Linked DNA regions of Mus musculus: regions 2, 3, 4 and 5 are each linked to region 1. Evidence: chromatin contacts called from public promoter capture Hi-C data. All regions are on one chromosome and are shown on one strand. Each heading gives the region's core, a stretch centred on a gene start, on an enhancer-like site or on the middle of the called end of the contact. The rest is flanking DNA. Distances are from core to core; before and after follow the strand shown.

Region 1 (3,294 bases), core at 381-2,880:
TGGTTGTGAGCCACCATGTGGTTGCTGGGATTTGAACTCAGGGCCTTCGGAAGAGCAGTCAGTGCTCTTAACCACTGAGCCATCTCACCAGCCCTCTGGTATCTTTTTACTCTAGCTAAGACATCAAGGACTACTGAGAGGTGGTGGCACATGCTTTTAATTCCAGTACTTGGGAGAGAGAGGCAGGCAGATTTCCATGAGTTCAAGGCCAGCCTGGTCTAGAGTTCCAGGATAGCCAGGGCTACAAAGAGAAACTGTTTAAAAAAAAAAAATAAAAGGACTTCAAGTACTTCAAGTACTATATTAAGCAGATATGGGGAGTGGACACCTTGTTTTATTCCTGATTGTGGAAATGTTCTGAGTTCTGTTTAGGCTGATGTTGGTTGCTGTAAATTACCTTTATTCTTTTGAGGTTTCTCTTTCTTTTTTTTTTTTTTTCCCCGAGACAGGGTTTCTCTGTGTATCCCTGGCTGTCCTATGTCCTGGCACTCACTCTGTAGACCAGGCTGGCCTCGAACTCAGAAATCCACCCGTCTCTGCCTCCTGCGTGCTGGGATTAAAGGCGTGCGCCACCACGCCCGGCTCAAGCTACTTTTCTTATATAGCTCATCCCCACCTGTCTAGGAAAGGTACCATCTACAGTGGGCTGGGTCTTCCAGCAACGTTGAAAATGCCCAACAGGCAATTCCTCAAGTGACACTCAACTTGCCAGATTATTTTGTCAAGTGAACAAGAGCTAAGCACACAGTGTTGTGTGTGTGTGTGTGTGTGTGTAGGTCAGAGGACAATTGCAGGAGTCAATTCTGACCTTCCACTATCGTAGCACATGGGGATTAAACTAAGGTCATTAGGTTTAGCAGCAAGCGCCTGTGTTCTCTGAGCCATTCAAAGCCCAAAATAGATTCCTTGATTTTTTTGCTGGTCTGGAACTATGTAGTTCCATACCAGTTCGAGAGGATGGCCTCGAACTCCTTCCACCTCCCGACTCAGCCTTTCAAGTACTGGAATACTGCATGTGTCAGCACAGATGCACGTGGACCTGCTGACCCAAAGGTTTGAGATGTATTGTACGCAGGCTGAGGCAGTATTCTACTCACCAACAAACATTCCACCACCCCCTTAGGGATGGTATAAGGTGTAAAGGAAAAGCAGTCGGGGGAGGCCATGCTCACTGAACTAACATCGCCAGAACTCCAATATTGGAATACTAGCACCTGGCATATCTGCCTGTCGCACCCGTCACACAAGTTGAGATCAGAATCCAACAAAGCCGCCGTCCTCGGAGGGCTACGCCTACACTTGATTGACCAATGGGCAAAAGCACCTTGAATTGGGGAAGGCAGAGAGCGGGCGGTGCCAAGGGAGGACCTGCAAACCTCCCCGTTTAGTCATCTTAATTGTTGCCTGTAAAGAAGTGCTTCACCATTTTTAGATTTGTCAGTGCCCCCACCAAATGCAGTGGTTGATATCAGACTTGGGTAGGTTTCACGAAGTTCGCAGTAGCGTTAGTATGCTTTCTAGCAGATTAGGCAATTACCAGGGCAGCTCCCCATCCTGGGGCCCTTCAGTCAGCATTCCGCGGCTTTGGGGTCGAACAGAAGCCGAAGCCAATGAGCTTTGCCGAAATAAGAGGTGGGCAGGACAAATCCTTAAAGGGTCCACGCCCCGTGAGTAGAGGGTGACCCGGATGATGGCGGCCGGCGCGGCCGTAGCACTGGCCCTGTGGCTACTCCTGCCAGCAGTAGGAGTGGGAGAGGCAGGGCCGCCGCCTATCCAGGACGGCGAGTTCACATTTCTGCTTCCCGCCGGGAGAAAGCAGTGTTTCTATCAGTCCGCACCGGCCAATGCTAGTCTTGAGACCGAGTACCAGGTGAGAGAGGGGGTCCCGGGCTCGGAATAGAGCAGGGCTGGGGGCGTGGCCAACAGGCGGGAGGGGCGGGGCAGAGGTGTGGCCAGAACGCTAATAGTCTTGCAGAGAAGGGGCATGCTCTGCTCAGAGCTCTTTGGGTTGGGTTCTAGGGAAGTTCCTGGCGGCTGTTGGGTAGGTTACGATTAAGTTAGCGGTCAGGTAGACAGCCACCTTAGACTACTCAAGGGCGTTGGCAGGGTGGTTGATAAAAGACCTCACGTGGATGTATCCATCTTAGGGACTGGGAAGAAACCTTGTAGGTGTGGATGGATGTTGGTCTTCAGATAGGCCCTTGGGGGAATCCAAATAGCTTGCTGGGTTAAAACAAAACAAAACAAAACAAAAACCGCTTGCTGCTAAACTACGACGACCCGAGTTTCCTAACTCTATGGTAGAAGTGCAGCTCTGACTAATCTCCCTCCACAGGCGCTACTCCTCTATCTCAAGCAAATACCTGGGATTTGTGGTTGTTCTTTTTTCTTCTTAAAGATAGGTTCTTGGTGATCTTACATGGGTCTTTCCCGGTTCGGTTTAACCCAGGCTTTCTGTGGCAGATAGGCTTGCACAAAGCTGCCAGTTCCCCAATTCTTACCTGCTCTTCAGGTGATCGGAGGTGCTGGGCTGGACGTGGACTTCACCTTGGAGAGCCCTCAGGGTGTGCTGTTGGTCAGTGAGTCTCGAAAGGCTGATGGGGTACACACGTGAGTGAAGTCCTGCCCTGCCTTGGTTCAGTTACAGCCCTGCAGCTCCCCAGTGGCCTCAGGTTACCATCCTACTGGTTCCACAGACCAGCTGGCTGGTCACTCCAGGGTCACGTCTATGTCTCATCTGTCTGCCCAGGGTGGAGCCTACTGAGGCCGGAGACTACAGGCTGTGCTTTGACAACTCCTTCAGCACCATCTCAGAAAAGCTTGTGTTCTTTGAGCTCATCTTTGACAGCTTCCAAGATGAGGAGGAGGTAGAAGGTTGGGCGGAGGCTGTGGAGCCAGAAGAGATGCTTGATGTCAAAATGGAAGACATCAAGGTGAGCTGGGTATGATGGTGCATGCTTAGAATCCCAGTTCTGAGGAGGCTGAGGCAGGATGCCAGTGAGTTCAAGACCAACCTTATTTACATAGCAAGCTCCCGTCTCACAAAACCAACAGAAAGGGCCGGGAATAATTGAGTTGGCAGAGCACTTACCTAGGACGCTCCCACAGCTGAGCCCCCACACCCAGCACTGCACACACTGGGTATGGTTCTCTTGGTCCTGAGGATCACAAGTTCAAGGTCATCCTTGGCTTGCACAGACTAGCAGAGTTTGGTGAAGTGGCTTGATAGGCAAAGGCAACTGCACCAAGCCTGGCTACCTGGGGTCGTCTGCCATGCACGTGTGCCCCAATCCC
Region 2 (3,294 bases), core at 585-3,084, 330 kb before region 1:
TTGCCTCTGTTCTCTTTTATTGTGGGGTGTGTGGGCATAAGGGGGCTCGTGTCTTTTTCCAGCCCTCCTCCACAGGGCTCTGTCTTCTGCCTTCCATCCCGCCTGCTTGCTTCTGTCTCCGCTCTGCCAGGAAGCGGGGTGCACTGGCCAGGTCCAGCTGATGGGCAGCCGGCTCTGTCAGCCCTGTTCATGGGCCTGGTGGAGCGCTTCAGTGTTCCTTGCAGCACAACTGGTCCTCGGTGGCATCCAGGTAGTCTCAGGCTGGGAGGGCTGCTGTGTGGAGTCTAGGGAGGGAGGTAGAGCCCCGTCAAGGCCAGTGCTTCGGGGAGGTGCCCTTCAGTGGACCTAGGCAACTTCCACTGCTACCCCAGAGTAATCCCACCAGGCTCACCTCTGCTGGATCTGTCGCAGCCACTGTTGCTGCTCTGCCATCTCCCGCTGCTGTCGCTGCACGTGGCCAGTGAGAGCCCATAAGAGGTGGCTCTGCTTATCAGCTCGAGCCTGTGGGGTAGTATATAAACCTTAGCTGGGAGATCTGGGTCACCTCCCATCTCCTGACCACTGCAAGTTTCTCTGTTACCATCCATGGGGCCCAGCAAATGTCCAAGACCCTCTGGCCTCAGTTTCCCTGTTTGTAAAGTATATCTAAAATGGGACTTGCTCTGTATAGTTTGTAGATGCACATCAAACAATATTGATTGGTTTCTTGATACATAGCACCAGGACTGCGTGGGTCCTGGGAATCCATCTCAGGTCATGGGCTTGGCAGCCTTTACCTGCTGAACTAACTACCTTGTTGGTCCCTTACTCATTCATTCATTTACATATTTTGAGACAGGGCTTCATGTACCCCAAGCTTAACCCGGATGTCTACCTAGCCAGAAATCACCTTGGACTCCACACACACACACACCCACACACACCCACACACACACACACACACACACACACACACACCTGCCTTTATTCCCAGTGCTAGGATTGTTCTTTCTCTTGTTCTCTTTGAGACAAGGTATCACCATGTAGTCAGCTGGCCTAACTTTGTAGCCAAGGCTGCCTTTAACCTTCTATTTCTCCTGCCCCTGCCTCTGGAGTTCTAGAACCACAGCTGTGCCTGCTTCTTGCCCTTACTTGCAAAGGTCACTTCCAGAAGGTCACTGAGGCTGGAACCCCATATACAACTGGAGGGTCCTCTAGCCCAGGATTCAGTGGTGGCCTCTTTCTGAGAAGCAGGCTATACCCCTCTCAGACCTGGGAGTCCCTTACCTTTAAGGTCTCAAATTCTTGGTGGGCTTGACCGAGCCAGGCGCCTCTCAGCTGCACTTGTAGTCTCCGTACAGTGTCCCGCAGAGCCTGCTGGGCCCGGGCCACTTCCCCCAGTGATCGGGCTGTGGCTTCAGCTCGAAGGTGTAAAGCGTCCTCTTCCACCTGCTCAAGGATGGTGTGTCATCAGGGTATGTTTCCTCTGTTCTGGGTTTACCATTTCCTCAGACTCTTACCTGCCACCAACACCCAGCTCCAGTGCTCACCTGAATCTCCGACAGGCTGGTGCGAAGCTCCTGTGTGGCATCCTGGCCCTGCCTGACTTCTGTCCCCAGGAATTCCAGTGCTCTGTCATAGAGGCCCAGGCTGTGCCCAGCTTCTGTCAGGCGAGCCTCTGTGGCTCTGTACACGCCATTGAGGGCCTGGCCTAGCTGCAGGGCCCCGTGAAAGAGCAGGGTCAGCTCTTCATATTGAGCTGGCTCTGGACCACCCAGAGGGGCCACTGGAGCGGGTCGCACTGCTGATGCTAAGGTCCACAGGAGGCAGAGAGCAAGCACAGCCATGGCTGACAGTTTCGTGGGTGTGGTTCCCGGGCCGCTGCGGCTGCCTTTTATTTCCATAGGCTGCCATTGACCCCCCTGGTCAATGGTTAACCGGCCATGGTTGCACAAGGGCCTGGCGGAGGCTCAGCCATTGCATCAGACTGATGGCTAAGCAGGCCATGCTGATATCACGCTGCTAGAACTCAGGGCCAGCTGTGTGTGGGGGTTGGAGGTAGTGGGCAAGCTCAGACCAGAGCTCTCAGCGCCAGTGTCTGTATGAGCATATCACTGCCTTGAGCCTCAGTTTCCCATCTAAGTGTAGAACGTGGCTCCCTTCACATCCAACACAGCAGGCCCAGTATTGCTGGGCCACCCAAAGGGCCATCCAGGGGCTCCAGCCTTGTCTCCTTCCTGCAGACAGCTAATGCAGGGGTCACTGGGTGTGGCCAATAGCTGTGGAGGAGGGGCGAAAAAGTGACATGACAGACATCCTCCTTCTGAGATCATGGAGCCTGACTCCCCGCATGGTTTATGATCTGTGCTAACTTCGATTTAACTTCCTAGAACACACAGGGCAAGTACTGCAACCCATTTTCTCTACCTAGGCGTCCCACAAGTAGTACTAAGCATTTGTTGAACATCCACTTTGCGCACTCAAAGGAACAGCCTTGCTTCCCTTGCAAATAGAACGTTACACTCTGAGGTTGCGGTAGGAGGAACATGAGTTCAAGGCCAGCCTGGGCTACAGAACTAGATCCTCTCTTATGGCAAGAAAACAAGAGCTGAGGTGATGCTCAGAGGTAGAAGGCTTTCGGGGCACTCAGCATTCCATCGCTAGCACCACAGAAAATGGCCGTGAAGTTAGTCATTCGCGATGAGCTTGACACCGAGAGTCACAGGACTCTGTCACAGAGACCCACTCACTGTTCTGTGTGGAGACTCGCTGTTACTGGTTGTTGGTACAGAGCTTCAGAGGCTGAGCTAGCAGGCCAGATGCCTCCATCACACAGCTTAAGGGGGCCTACAGGGTTGGGGCTTGTGCACTTACAGCTGGGGAGAAGAGGCAAGACCAGGTTCCGGTTCTCTTTGTATCTGAAAGACAGACCCTATAGATAACTCCAGGGAGCCAATAAGGTGGTAGTGTGGGCTGCGGGAGGCCAGTCTGCCACCTGGCTACTGGTGGGACCACCTTATGTTTTTAATTATTTATTTATTGTTGGGGGGCAGGGTTGAACAGAGATGTCCAAAGAGGCCAGAGGCATCAGGTCCCCCTGGAGCTGACTGAAGTGGGTGCTGTGAACTGAACTTGGATCCTCTCAAAGAGCAGTGCGTACCCTTAACTGCTGAGCCACTTCTCCAGACCTCTGGCCCTCGGGGGCTGGAGCCAGGGCTCAGGTGGTAGAGTACTTGCCTAGTGTGCACAAAGCCCTGGGTTCCACCCCCAGTACCTGATATGCCTGTCACCCCAGCACTCTGGAGGTGGAGACAG
Region 3 (3,294 bases), core at 272-2,771, 290 kb after region 1:
GGCATGTGCATATAGCTATAGACATACCAAGAATGAAAAGTAAACTAAGGATCTGGACCCAGGTGGTGCAGACCCCAGTCCTGGAGAGCCAGCTGGAGGCTCTCTGTGAGTCTGGTCTACACAGTCTGGTCTACACAGCCAACTGTGGGAGAGAGACCCTGTGTCAAAACAAACAAGGAATCAAAGTCAGGATTAAAAATAAACAAACACCAGGACAGCCAGGGTTATACAGAGAAACCCTGTCTCAAAAAACCAAACCAACCAAACAACCAAACAAACCCAGCAAAAAAGAGATTCGGCCGCAATCAGTTGTCCCCACTCATGCACATCATGCCCATAGTTGCGCACGTGCACACACACACACACACACACACACACACGTGCAGGATGGAAAGGGAATGAAGAGATGATATTTAGTGCTGACATCTAACACCACAAACAAGAGAAGCCTCACTCACATCTAACTTTGAACTCTTGAAAACACACACACACACACACATCCCAAGAGCAAATACATGGAGTTGCATGGAACTGGCTAGATTTTCTAGAAAATTATTGCTAGAGTGTGGCCCCTTGGAGACCAGCCATCAGCTATTCCGTGTGCTGGAATTTCATCCTTACATCTGGGCAGTCCCTGTCTACAGCTGGGGCGTCTCCCCAAATACCCTGGGGTTGCAAGGGCTGTGCAACTGTTAAGAGCTTTAGGCTGTTCTCACAGACTGGGGGTTGATTGCCGGCATCCACAGGGCGGCTCACAGATGTTTGTAACTCTAGTTCTAAGCATCTATCTCCCTCTTCTGATCTCTTCTGGTACTGCGTCTTGTGGTACACGTATATACATGCAGCCAAAATACCACAGGAGTAAAATAAAAATGTAAAAACTTGGGGCTGGAGACTTGGCTCAACTGGTTAAGAGCACTTGTTCTGCTTGCTAAAGTACCCAGGTTCAATGTGTAGCTCATACGGAGGTTCACCACTTCCTTAAACACCAGACACATATGTGGTGCACAGATGTAGAAGCAGGCAAAACACTCATGCACACACAAAAAATAGATAAAACAAACCTAAAAAAAAAACTTAAAAATATATATGCATGCTGAGTGCATTGGATTCTCTCTGTGGCTATTTTAGAAGAAATATCAGCCCAATTCTGTAAGCAGTGTCACATGAGGTATGTCACATGGGACATGCTAAGTTCCCTTATCAGCTAATTTGCCCTCCTTCCTGTGAGCTCCTGGCCTCTAAATCACTATTCTGCAAGAAGAGGGTGAGCTTGAAACCCTAGTTATCTGCCTTCCCTCCAGAGTGCTGGGGTGGGGCAGATCGCAGTGCTCCGGACAGAGCCCAGGGCTTTGAGCAGAAACAACAGTTGTTGTTCTACAGTTAGGGTCCAGCGGCCGTGACTGATTAGGCTTCCTTTAAGGAAGTGGAAAGCGACCTGAGATCATTCAGGATAAATATCACAGGGTTGGGTGGTGGTGTGTGTCTGTCATCCCGACAGTTAGGAGGTGGAAGCGGGAGGAGCCAATTAGGAGTGAAAGGCCAAGCTCAGTGACATAAGAGTTCATGGCCAGCCTGTGCTACATGAAACTCTGTCTCAAAAATAAAAGGATAAACTAGGTACTACCCTAAGGTAGGATTGACGCGAGGGCCAGGATACTCTAAGAAAAAGGACCTTAGGATCCTGTTCAAATCAAATTGAAAGCAAGGTCATTAGGAGGACTACAGGCAGTAGAACCCAGCCTGCAGATCAGAAGTCGAGCGGCCGCAACCCTCATTGGCTATTTTCTTCAGAACTGACAGCGACCTTAGCCAATAATAGCTTGGAATAGCCTCCCGCCCTAGCTCCGCCTCTCGGATGGTCTGCACCTGCGCCGCTTCCTGATGTACATGTAGTTCCGCAGGAGCCCAGAAGGGGGCGCGAGAGGGCTTGTGCTCCCAGTTCTGGCTCCTTACCTGACTTGGGACAAATACCTATTTGACTGGTAATACAGATTGTTGGTAGTAATGTAGTAAAACACACTATGTCCAGCGTGTAGTCTGCACAGGAATAGTGCTATTGTATTTGTCAGCAAGGGAAACTGAGTAGATACATTAACTAGTTTAGATTTAAGCTTTGGATAAGCCTGTGTGGTGGAATAAGCCTTTAGGAAGTTTAACAGGAGACTCATGATGAGTTCAAGGGTATCGTCGTACATATAAGCTCCCGAATGGCCGGAGCTACGTGTGACTCTATTATTTAAGCCTTTTTGATACAGGGTCTTTCTACATAGATAAGGCTGGCTTTGAACTTACAATCTACCTGCCTCTGTCTTCCTAGTGTTGGGACTAAAGGTGTGTGCTGCCACACCTGGGAGAGATCTTGCTTAATCAACCCCCACAGGAAACTCCATCTGACTTACTGGGTATCTGTCTGTCTCTCTTGTTAGTCTGTCAGAGAGATGGTGATGCTGTTCTGAGCCCTGGCTGCTCTTCCAGAGGATTCAGCAACCACGTGGTGACTTTAAATCATCTGCAACTCTAGTTCCAGAGAATCTGAGCGCCCCTTCTGGCCTTCTTGGGCACTGCACTTACAGATACCCATTACACACACACACACACACACACACACACACACACACACACACACACATAAAAATAGAAATAAAAATTTTTTATTGTTGTTTTTTTCGAGACAGGGTTTCTCTGTATAGCCCTGGCTGTCCTGGAACTCACTCTGTAGACCAGGCTGGCCTCGAACTCAGAAATCCACCTGCCTCTGCCTCCCAAGTGCTGGGATTAAAGGCATGCACCACCACGCCCGGCATAAATGTTTTAAAAATAAAATCAACCCCAAATTAAAATCTCAGTAGGCATTTTATAAGGTTTAATGTATATGAGTACACTGTCTCTGTCTTCAGACACACCAGAAGAAGGCATCAGATCCCATGACAGATGGTTGTGAGCCACCATGTGGTTGCTGGGAATTGAACTCAGGACCTCTGGAAGAGCAGTCAGTGCTCTTAACCACTGAGCCATCTCTCCAGCCCTATAAATAAATCTTTATTTAAAAATAAATAAATAAATAAATAATTATATTTGTCACCTCAAATATTCATTCTTTGTAGGAAGAACATTAGGATTTATTTTTGGTGTGGTGGTGCACGTCTTTAATCCCAGCACTAGCGAGGCAGAGGCAGGCAGATTTCAGAGTTCGAGAAATCCTGTCTCGAAAACAAAAAACCAAACCAAAACAAAAAATATATACTATGTAGGCTAGTGGTTCAAGGGACAAAGATGTCTGCTACTGAGGCT
Region 4 (3,294 bases), core at 589-3,088, 290 kb before region 1:
TCAAGTTTCAGGAAGGCTGACCTCTGACAAGGCTAAGAGCCACACCCAGAAGACCAGCACCCACACCTCAGCTGCCTGTGCCTTTCTGGAGTTATAGCTGCCCCGAGTCGAAGTCCTAGGAGATGAGCCCCCTGTCTGTCTGCACTGATGGATTCTAAATTTTGTTTTTGTTTGTTTTTAATTTAAAGTGAGTTTTATATACAACCTGTGTGGTGTGCTGACAGTTGACATGGCCCCTGCCCTGGGGGCAGTGACGTTCATTCAGTGGGAGAAGAGAACACACTCACATTGTAACATGGCCATGGGAAAGAGTGTTTCCTGTGTGCGAGGTCACGTGTGTCCACCTGTGGTGAGGGTTTGCGTGTGCAAGCGTGTGATGTACGAGTATTCCTCAGTCTCTCCACTTTTTGTTTTGTGTTTACTTTGCTTCCCAGCCTGGCCTTGAACTCACAAAGACCCATCCACCTCAGCCTCAGCCTTTTCTACTAAGTGCTGGGATTAAATGGTTTATCATTTTTAATTGTATTTTTTTCTCCTCTTTCTCTCTTTCTGTCTGTCTGTATGTTTGTGGGTGCATGGGTGCCATGACACACATGTGGAGTCAGAGGACAGTTTGCAGAACTCAGTTCTCCCCTTCCACTGTATAGATCGCAGGCATTGAGCTTTCAGGCTTGCAGCAGGCACCTTCGTCTTGACATCTGACGAGCCTCCCCTTGGTCATCCACTTATTTTTTGAGACAGGTCTCATTGAACCTGGAGTTCATAGATGCAGCTAGGTTCACTGGCTGGTAAGCCCCAGCCATAGAGATCTGCCCAGCCCCCAGAATTCGGCTTACAGGTAAACTTGTGGGCCCAACTCTTATGTAGATGCTGGAGTTCGAACTCAGATCCTAGTTCACACCGGCAGGCAGTTTACCCACTGAGACATCCACCTGTCACGTGTGCTAAGCAGAGGCTTCCAGGAAGCTATATTTTTCCTCTTTCCTCCCCTTCCCTTCCTCTCTCTTTCTTTCTTTCTTCCTTTCTTTCTTTCCTGTTGTTTTGTCTTTAGTTTGTTTATTTTGAGACAGTCTCTCCTGGCTCAGAATTACTGGAGTAGAAGGTGACCTCTCTAGTACTTGATCGCCCTGGCTCCACATCTTTCATGTGCTGGGACTACAGGTGTGCAGTCCCGCTGTGAGAGTGGCTTCAGAAAGTCCAGTGCAAACAGAAGTTCATCTCTGGACTAGGGTGTAGTTTAGAGGCAGAGTGATTAGCATTCAGAGTCCTGGGGTCCATCCCCAACCTCACAAAATCAATAAACCACGCCCTGTGATTTGTGTCAGCCCAAGAGTAGTATGAAGGGAATTTTCTGAACACACTTAACAGATGGGTCATGTGATTGACCCCATTTTGCTGATGGGGAAACTGAGGCACAACTTCAATTTCAGGAGATTGGGGTGTGGGTGCTGCAATCTTAGAGTTTGGGTCGGCGGTCACGCCATGGTGCACCCGGCCTGCAGCTGGAAGACTTCCAGCTGCTGGCGGCCAACGGGGGAGGGGTGACCTCCAGTCGCCGCTACCGCACCCGCCCTCGAGCTGGGCTGCGGCCAGCTCCGCCCCCTGCAGCGTCCAGCTGCGAAGGGCGGGCACCAGGCTTGGAGAAGCGGGGACCCTGTCCGGAGGGCTGGTGGCCAGGAGCCGACTGAGACCCTAGGACGTGCTCAGGCCGCAGCGAGAGCGCGTGCACCCCCACGACCACCCTTCAACTTCGCCCCCAGGCCCCGCGGCCGAGGCGCCCGGGAGACTGGAGGGGCGTGGCTTTCTGGTGGGGGCGTGGCTACCGCGCTGGCTCCGCAAGCTTGCGGCGACTGAGGCGGAGCGGGCAGGACGCCTGGGACGGCGGAGGCTCGAGCGTGCCAGGCGAGTGGGACGGAGGGCTGATCGGGGTGGCGTGGGGTCCGGGCTACTCTAGGGGCACTATCAGGATTTCTAACCCACCTCCAACCCGAGGCTACAAGCTCGCACACTCTCTCTTAGCTGGTCCCTCTCAAGTCTTAACATCTGCGCCCAAACTTTGCAAACCGGAGCGTCTGGGTCCCCGCGCTCCTCTCCCCTCCCCAGCCCTGACCTGGGCCCTGCTTCCCTTGCCCCTAGCCCACCTCTATGCCTTTATCATTCCCTGCCTCTCTTCCTCTGCTCCGCCACTCTCGTCTAGCTCTGTCCCCTAACCTTCCCAGGTCCCCGCTCTCGCAGCTCCGGGTGGCCGGACCAGGCCCCTCAGCGGCGGGAAGGCATCCGGGCGTCCGGCCGGGCTGGGCCTGGCTGCTGGGCGGGTGTGGGGATCAGCAGATGTTTGCCATTAGACTGGGACCCCGCAGGCCCCGCCCCCTCCCCGCCCGGGGCGGGGTCCTCCTCACCCCCAACTTTAGGGGCGGAGGGAGCGCGGCAGGAAAACCCCCAGATCCCAGATTCACCCAGGCTGGTGGTGGGGGGGGGTGCACTCTGGGGAGACCCTGTGGCCCTTTCCTGGAAACTCCCACCTGTTGATTCTTCCAGCCTCCTTCCGCCTCTCTCATCCCGGGATCTTGTGGAGAGAGGGGCCTCCTCCGACTCCCGCCACGGAGTTACCAGCCTGAGGTTAGATAACGAGACCCGTAGACCTCCATCGCTCCATCTGGAGAGTAAGATGTATAGGGTCTAGGGGTGCTTTGGGCGAATCTGCCCCGTTTTAGGTTCAAGTCAGAGATCTGCCTGCCTCCGCCTCCCAAGTGCTGGGATTAAAGGCATGTGAGGCTACACTCAGCTTGCAAGATCTTTTTCCAAAAACATAAGCATGGCTGGGGATGGAGAACGTGGGCCTAGCATGTATGAAACCGGGGGTTCCACCCCAGAATGTATGGTGTGGTGTGGTGTAGCCAGCCACGCCAGCACTTATGAGGTGCAGGCTGGAGGATCAGGATTTCAGGGTCATCCCCAGCCACATAGTGAGTTTGAGGCCAGCCTGGGCTACAGGAAACTGCCTTAAATAACCAAACAAAACGGTGTGGTAATTATTCATTATTCATTCCACCTCAGTGCCCCTAGCCCAGGCTACCCCAATTCTGCTCCCTACTTCTGTGTCTCTCTTAAGTCCTCAGAAAATATTTTGGACTAACTTCCTGTCCTTGGAGGTTCTGAGGCTCCAGGCAGATGCAGAGCCAATTTTATCTACAACTGGTAACTGCATTTCAGGTGTTCATGCCAGCAAAGTGAGGGCAGAGACGTGAGGAGACACAAACTGGAGGGACAGAGCTATGGAGGGGAACTAAGCCA
Region 5 (3,294 bases), core at 407-2,906, 270 kb after region 1:
TGTTTAAATTATTAAGTTAATAGAACAAAGTAAGGTTTTACCATGCAGTCCAGGCTGGCCTGGAACTTGCTATGAGCCCTGGCTTGTCTCAAATTCACAGAGATCCACCTGTCTCTGCTTCTTCTAAAATTAAGGGTATACGACACCATGCCTGGCTTTCCTTGCCTCCCTGACCCCAGACAGAGTCTCACTGTGTAGTCTGGGCTGTTCTCAAACATTCAACCCTCTGCTTCAGACTCCCGTGGTAAATTTCTTTTGAAACTATCCTTTTCTTTGATATTTATTCATTTGTTTTCTGATATAAGGTCTTGCTAGGTCGAGCAGGCTTACTGTGAACTGGAGGTAATCCTCCTGCTTCAGTGCCCTGGTGGCTGGGATTACAGATGTGTCCCCTCAATATTCTTATTTTTAGATTTATTTCCTTTTATGTACACGAGTACTTTGCTTGCCTGTATGTCTGCGCACCACCTACCTGCATGGTGCCCACAGAGGTCAGAAGACAGCATGGGGTCCCCTTGAACTGGAGCTATGGATGGCTGTGAGGCATCGTGGCAGTGGACTCCAGGTCCTCTGCAAAAGCAACACGTGTTCTAAACCACCTTTCCTGGTTTTCCGAGACAGGGTTTCTCTGTGTAGCCTGGCTGTCCTGGAACTCACTGGGTAGACCAGGCTGGCCTCTGCCTCCCAAGTGCTGGGATTAAAGGCGTGCGCCACCACGCCTGGCTTAACTTTATGTTTCAAAGTTAATTTATGTGTGTATGTGGAGGTTATCGGACAACAACCTGAAGGAGGAAGCTTTCTACTACTATGTGAGTACCAGAGGTGGAACTTAGGTGGCCAGAATTGGCCAGACGCTCCTTTACCCACTGAGCCATCTTGATAGTTCAAGAAAATAACTTTCTCTCATAAATGCCATATGCAGCAAATAAGTATCTCTTACCATTAAAAATATATAAAGATGTTACGAGAAATACAAAGAGGCAGCTCTGGGCATTCCAACACTCCAACACCCTCAGATGAATGCCATACCTCTCCTCATGAAAACATGAACACACAGAGAGGAGAGTGTGTCTCTGGAGCACTCGAGCTGCACTTTGCAGGCTCCACATAGGGGAAGAGAATCAGTTTCTGCCAGCCGTCCCCGACCTCAACACAAGCACACACACAAATTAATGTACACAAAGCCCAGAGTGATATCCCAGCCTTTAACCACAGCACACGAAGGAGGCAGAGGCAGAGGCAGGAAGGTTTCTGTGTGTTCAAGGCCAGCCAGGGCTATGTAATGAGGCCTGTCTCAAAAAGAAGTTATAAGGCTGGAGTGATGGCTCAGCAGTTAAGAGTACTTGCTGCTCCTGCAGTGGTCCAGGGTTCAATTCCCCCATTTGCATGGTAGCTAACAACCACCTGTAACTTTAGGGGACACTGCACAGCCCACGTTGCACAGACATACATATACAGGCAAAACACCCACACGCACAAAGTAAAATACAAATTGAAATAAAAACATTAAAAAGTTATTTTACAAGAAGATAAATATCGCAACCAGGTAGATGGGTCTAGTTGGACCGTGCAGGCTGTGGGAGGGTCCGCCGGTGCAGGTTCAGCTGGAGGCGTACCGGACAGCCTAACCCGGAGGCAGCCTCCTAGGGCCGCCCAGACCCACGCCCTGCTCCCTCCGCCCGGCACCTGCAGGAAGGGCTGGAACTGCCTCTGCGTACCCGCCGCCCGTTTCCGCCCTCCCGCTCCTCCCACGCGTGCCGCCCGGGACCCCGCAGCACCGCTGCCCCGATCCGAGCCCTCCACCCCCACTCCGGTCCCCCTCCTCTCTTCCCGGAAGCGCGGCGCGTGGCGGCCCGGCGGCGCGGATTGGACGCGTGGCACCTACAGAGACACCCGGGGGGGTGGGACGGAGGTGAGCGAGCGCCCGCGGAGGATGCGGTGGGGAGCCAGCTCCGGGAGCTGCCCGCGGTCGCGCGTGGGGCCGTGCACGCGGTGGGGGGAAGCGCGTGCCCTTCTCCAAGCGCGCACCCCGCCGCCGAGCCCGTGAGCCCTCGTAGGGTGGTGGCCGCGGCGAGTAGAGGTAGGGGTCGCCCGCGGCCGGCGCCCCGGGACTCTTATTGTGACAGGGTGGCGCGCTGTGCTTAGTCACCGTGACCCGCGCGGCGGAGGCGGAGGCAGAGCGCGGCCATGGCGGGGTGAGTGAGCCGCTCCAGGCCGCGGCCCGGGACCAGGCCCTGCGGGCTCTCCCGGCGTCAGGGCTGCGCCTCCGAGCGGTGGGGAGGCCGCTGGAGCAGGCGCCGGGTACCGGGCGGCCGCTGCACAGCCCCCTGCGCAATGCCAGGCCCGAGCTCCGGCAGTGTGGTCACGCGTGACAGTCGCTCACTAGCTGGGGCCCCTGGAGCATTTCATCCCCCCCCTCCCCACGGTGATCTAATAGACAAAACACGCGGAGTCGCGACTCCAGGCTGAGCCCAGAACCTGGGGAGCCAGACGCAGACCCTCTCTTGTCTCCCCACATCTTCTTTGAAAGCATAATTCCTCCCCTGGCCCCAGGTCTCCAAGGGTCTCCTGAATCCCTCCCCGTGGGTGTTCCAGATGCTGCACACTCTCTTGCCCCAGGAGCTTGGTGTTCGCTTAGTGTTTCCTATACAGACCTTGCTTTATTTTTAGGCCTTTTCTGTCTTCTCGCTGTGTCTCTGGAGCTCAGAGCAGTCCCAAATACATAAATGGCAGGCTCTGTAAATGTTGGTGTGGTGTTGAAAGGAATCTGACATGTTGGACGAAGGCAAGGGGAGGGAAGGATGGCTGGAACAGTGAAGAGGTTGGAAAGCGGGTGTGGAGTTTTACAGGCCATTGACGATTTGGGGTTTCCATTCTTGGGCTCGGTGAAAGGTGTTGGGTGATTCTGAGCAGGAAAAGGAACATGATATGCCCTGAAGGCCCGCGAGTTGAGAAGTTAGTTTGAATGGAGCCGGCTGTGTCCAGTTTACTTGGCTTGGCAAAATCTGCACTTAGATATCATTGCTTAGTCTTGCAAAAAAAGAAGCCTGGCTGGACATGGTGGCACATACTGTAATCCCAGCACTCGGGAGGAGCCAGCTTTGGTTGCATAGTGAGTTGGAAGCCAGCCTAGGCTATGTAAGACCCTGTCTCAAATAAAATAAAATAAAGTGGCAGGGTCTGGTCTAACCCAGCCTCTGTTCCCAGCGCTGTGCTCTTCCCTCCCTCCAGGCCCCTAACGGCTAGCAGAGGAACTGTGTCTTGTCATCAGGAACCCCATGCAGCCCGAACCCA

Evidence for each region. Promoter capture Hi-C pulls out the DNA fragments that hold promoters and counts their contacts.
Region 2: a contact with region 1 is called in a promoter capture Hi-C map of liver, with 2.2 times the contacts expected there. The contact joins the promoter of Angptl8 here to the promoter of Tmed1 in region 1. A contact is called at or near these places in 2 of 39 promoter capture datasets (both in liver), 1 of 484 Hi-C or Micro-C datasets (embryonic stem cells) and 3 of 9 other capture datasets (embryonic stem cells, liver and pancreatic islet).
Region 3: a contact with region 1 is called in a promoter capture Hi-C map of embryonic stem cells, with 2.2 times the contacts expected there. The contact joins the enhancer-like site here to the promoter of Tmed1 in region 1. A contact is called at or near these places in 7 of 39 promoter capture datasets (cranial neural crest, embryonic stem cells, hematopoietic stem and progenitor cells and 3 more), 1 of 15 datasets of contacts at CTCF or cohesin (embryonic stem cells), 3 of 484 Hi-C or Micro-C datasets (B cells and liver), 4 of 115 datasets of contacts at active chromatin or transcription factors (the 230-238 cell line, craniofacial prominence and embryonic stem cells) and 4 of 9 other capture datasets (adipose tissue, embryonic stem cells, liver and 1 more).
Region 4: a promoter capture Hi-C map of neural stem cells shows a contact between it and region 1. The contact joins the promoter of Kank2 here to the promoter of Tmed1 in region 1. A contact is called at or near these places in 6 of 39 promoter capture datasets (cranial neural crest, liver, macrophages and 3 more) and 2 of 115 datasets of contacts at active chromatin or transcription factors (bone marrow-derived macrophages and microglia).
Region 5: a promoter capture Hi-C map of pre-B cells shows a contact between it and region 1, with 3 times the contacts expected there. The contact joins the promoter of Keap1 here to the promoter of Tmed1 in region 1. A contact is called at or near these places in 9 of 39 promoter capture datasets (cranial neural crest, embryonic stem cells, frontonasal cranial neural crest and 5 more), 1 of 15 datasets of contacts at CTCF or cohesin (embryonic stem cells), 2 of 484 Hi-C or Micro-C datasets (embryonic stem cells and liver), 9 of 115 datasets of contacts at active chromatin or transcription factors (the 230-238 cell line, bone marrow-derived dendritic cells, craniofacial prominence and 3 more) and 3 of 9 other capture datasets (embryonic stem cells, liver and pancreatic islet).

Annotation. Positions count from the first base shown.
Region 1 is chr9:21,508,570-21,511,863 of GRCm38.p6, reverse strand. Tmed1 (transmembrane p24 trafficking protein 1) reads left to right here and starts at 1,630. Exons shown (of 4, transcript NM_010744.4): 1 at 1,630-1,870; 2 at 2,513-2,610; 3 at 2,750-2,933. The coding sequence starts at 1,688.
Region 2 is chr9:21,834,050-21,837,343 of GRCm38.p6, reverse strand. Angptl8 (angiopoietin-like 8) reads right to left here and starts at 1,834. Exons shown (of 4, transcript NM_001080940.1): 1 at 1,530-1,834; 2 at 1,267-1,428; 3 at 392-501; 4 at 1-284. The coding sequence starts at 1,826. The coding sequence ends at 257. The region is part of intron 14 of Dock6 (dedicator of cytokinesis 6); the gene reads left to right.
Region 3 is chr9:21,219,223-21,222,516 of GRCm38.p6, reverse strand. No RefSeq gene overlaps it. Among named protein-coding and RNA genes, the nearest start is that of Keap1, 18 kb to the left of the region's middle. Within about 2 kb of position 1,521, at least 271 of the 459 cell types and tissues checked have an H3K27ac peak or open chromatin away from gene starts, as enhancers often do. A contact at or near this core is called in the 230-238 cell line, B cells, adipose tissue and 5 more, where this site is marked.
Region 4 is chr9:21,797,090-21,800,383 of GRCm38.p6, reverse strand. It overlaps Kank2 (KN motif and ankyrin repeat domains 2), which reads left to right and starts at 1,838. Exons shown (of 12, transcript NM_145611.4): 1 at 1,838-1,902. It overlaps Dock6 (dedicator of cytokinesis 6), which reads left to right. Exons shown (of 50, transcript NM_177030.3): 50 at 1-204. The coding sequence ends at 27.
Region 5 is chr9:21,237,694-21,240,987 of GRCm38.p6, reverse strand. Keap1 (kelch-like ECH-associated protein 1) reads left to right here and starts at 1,656. Exons shown (of 5, transcript NM_016679.4): 1 at 1,656-3,294. The coding sequence starts at 3,279.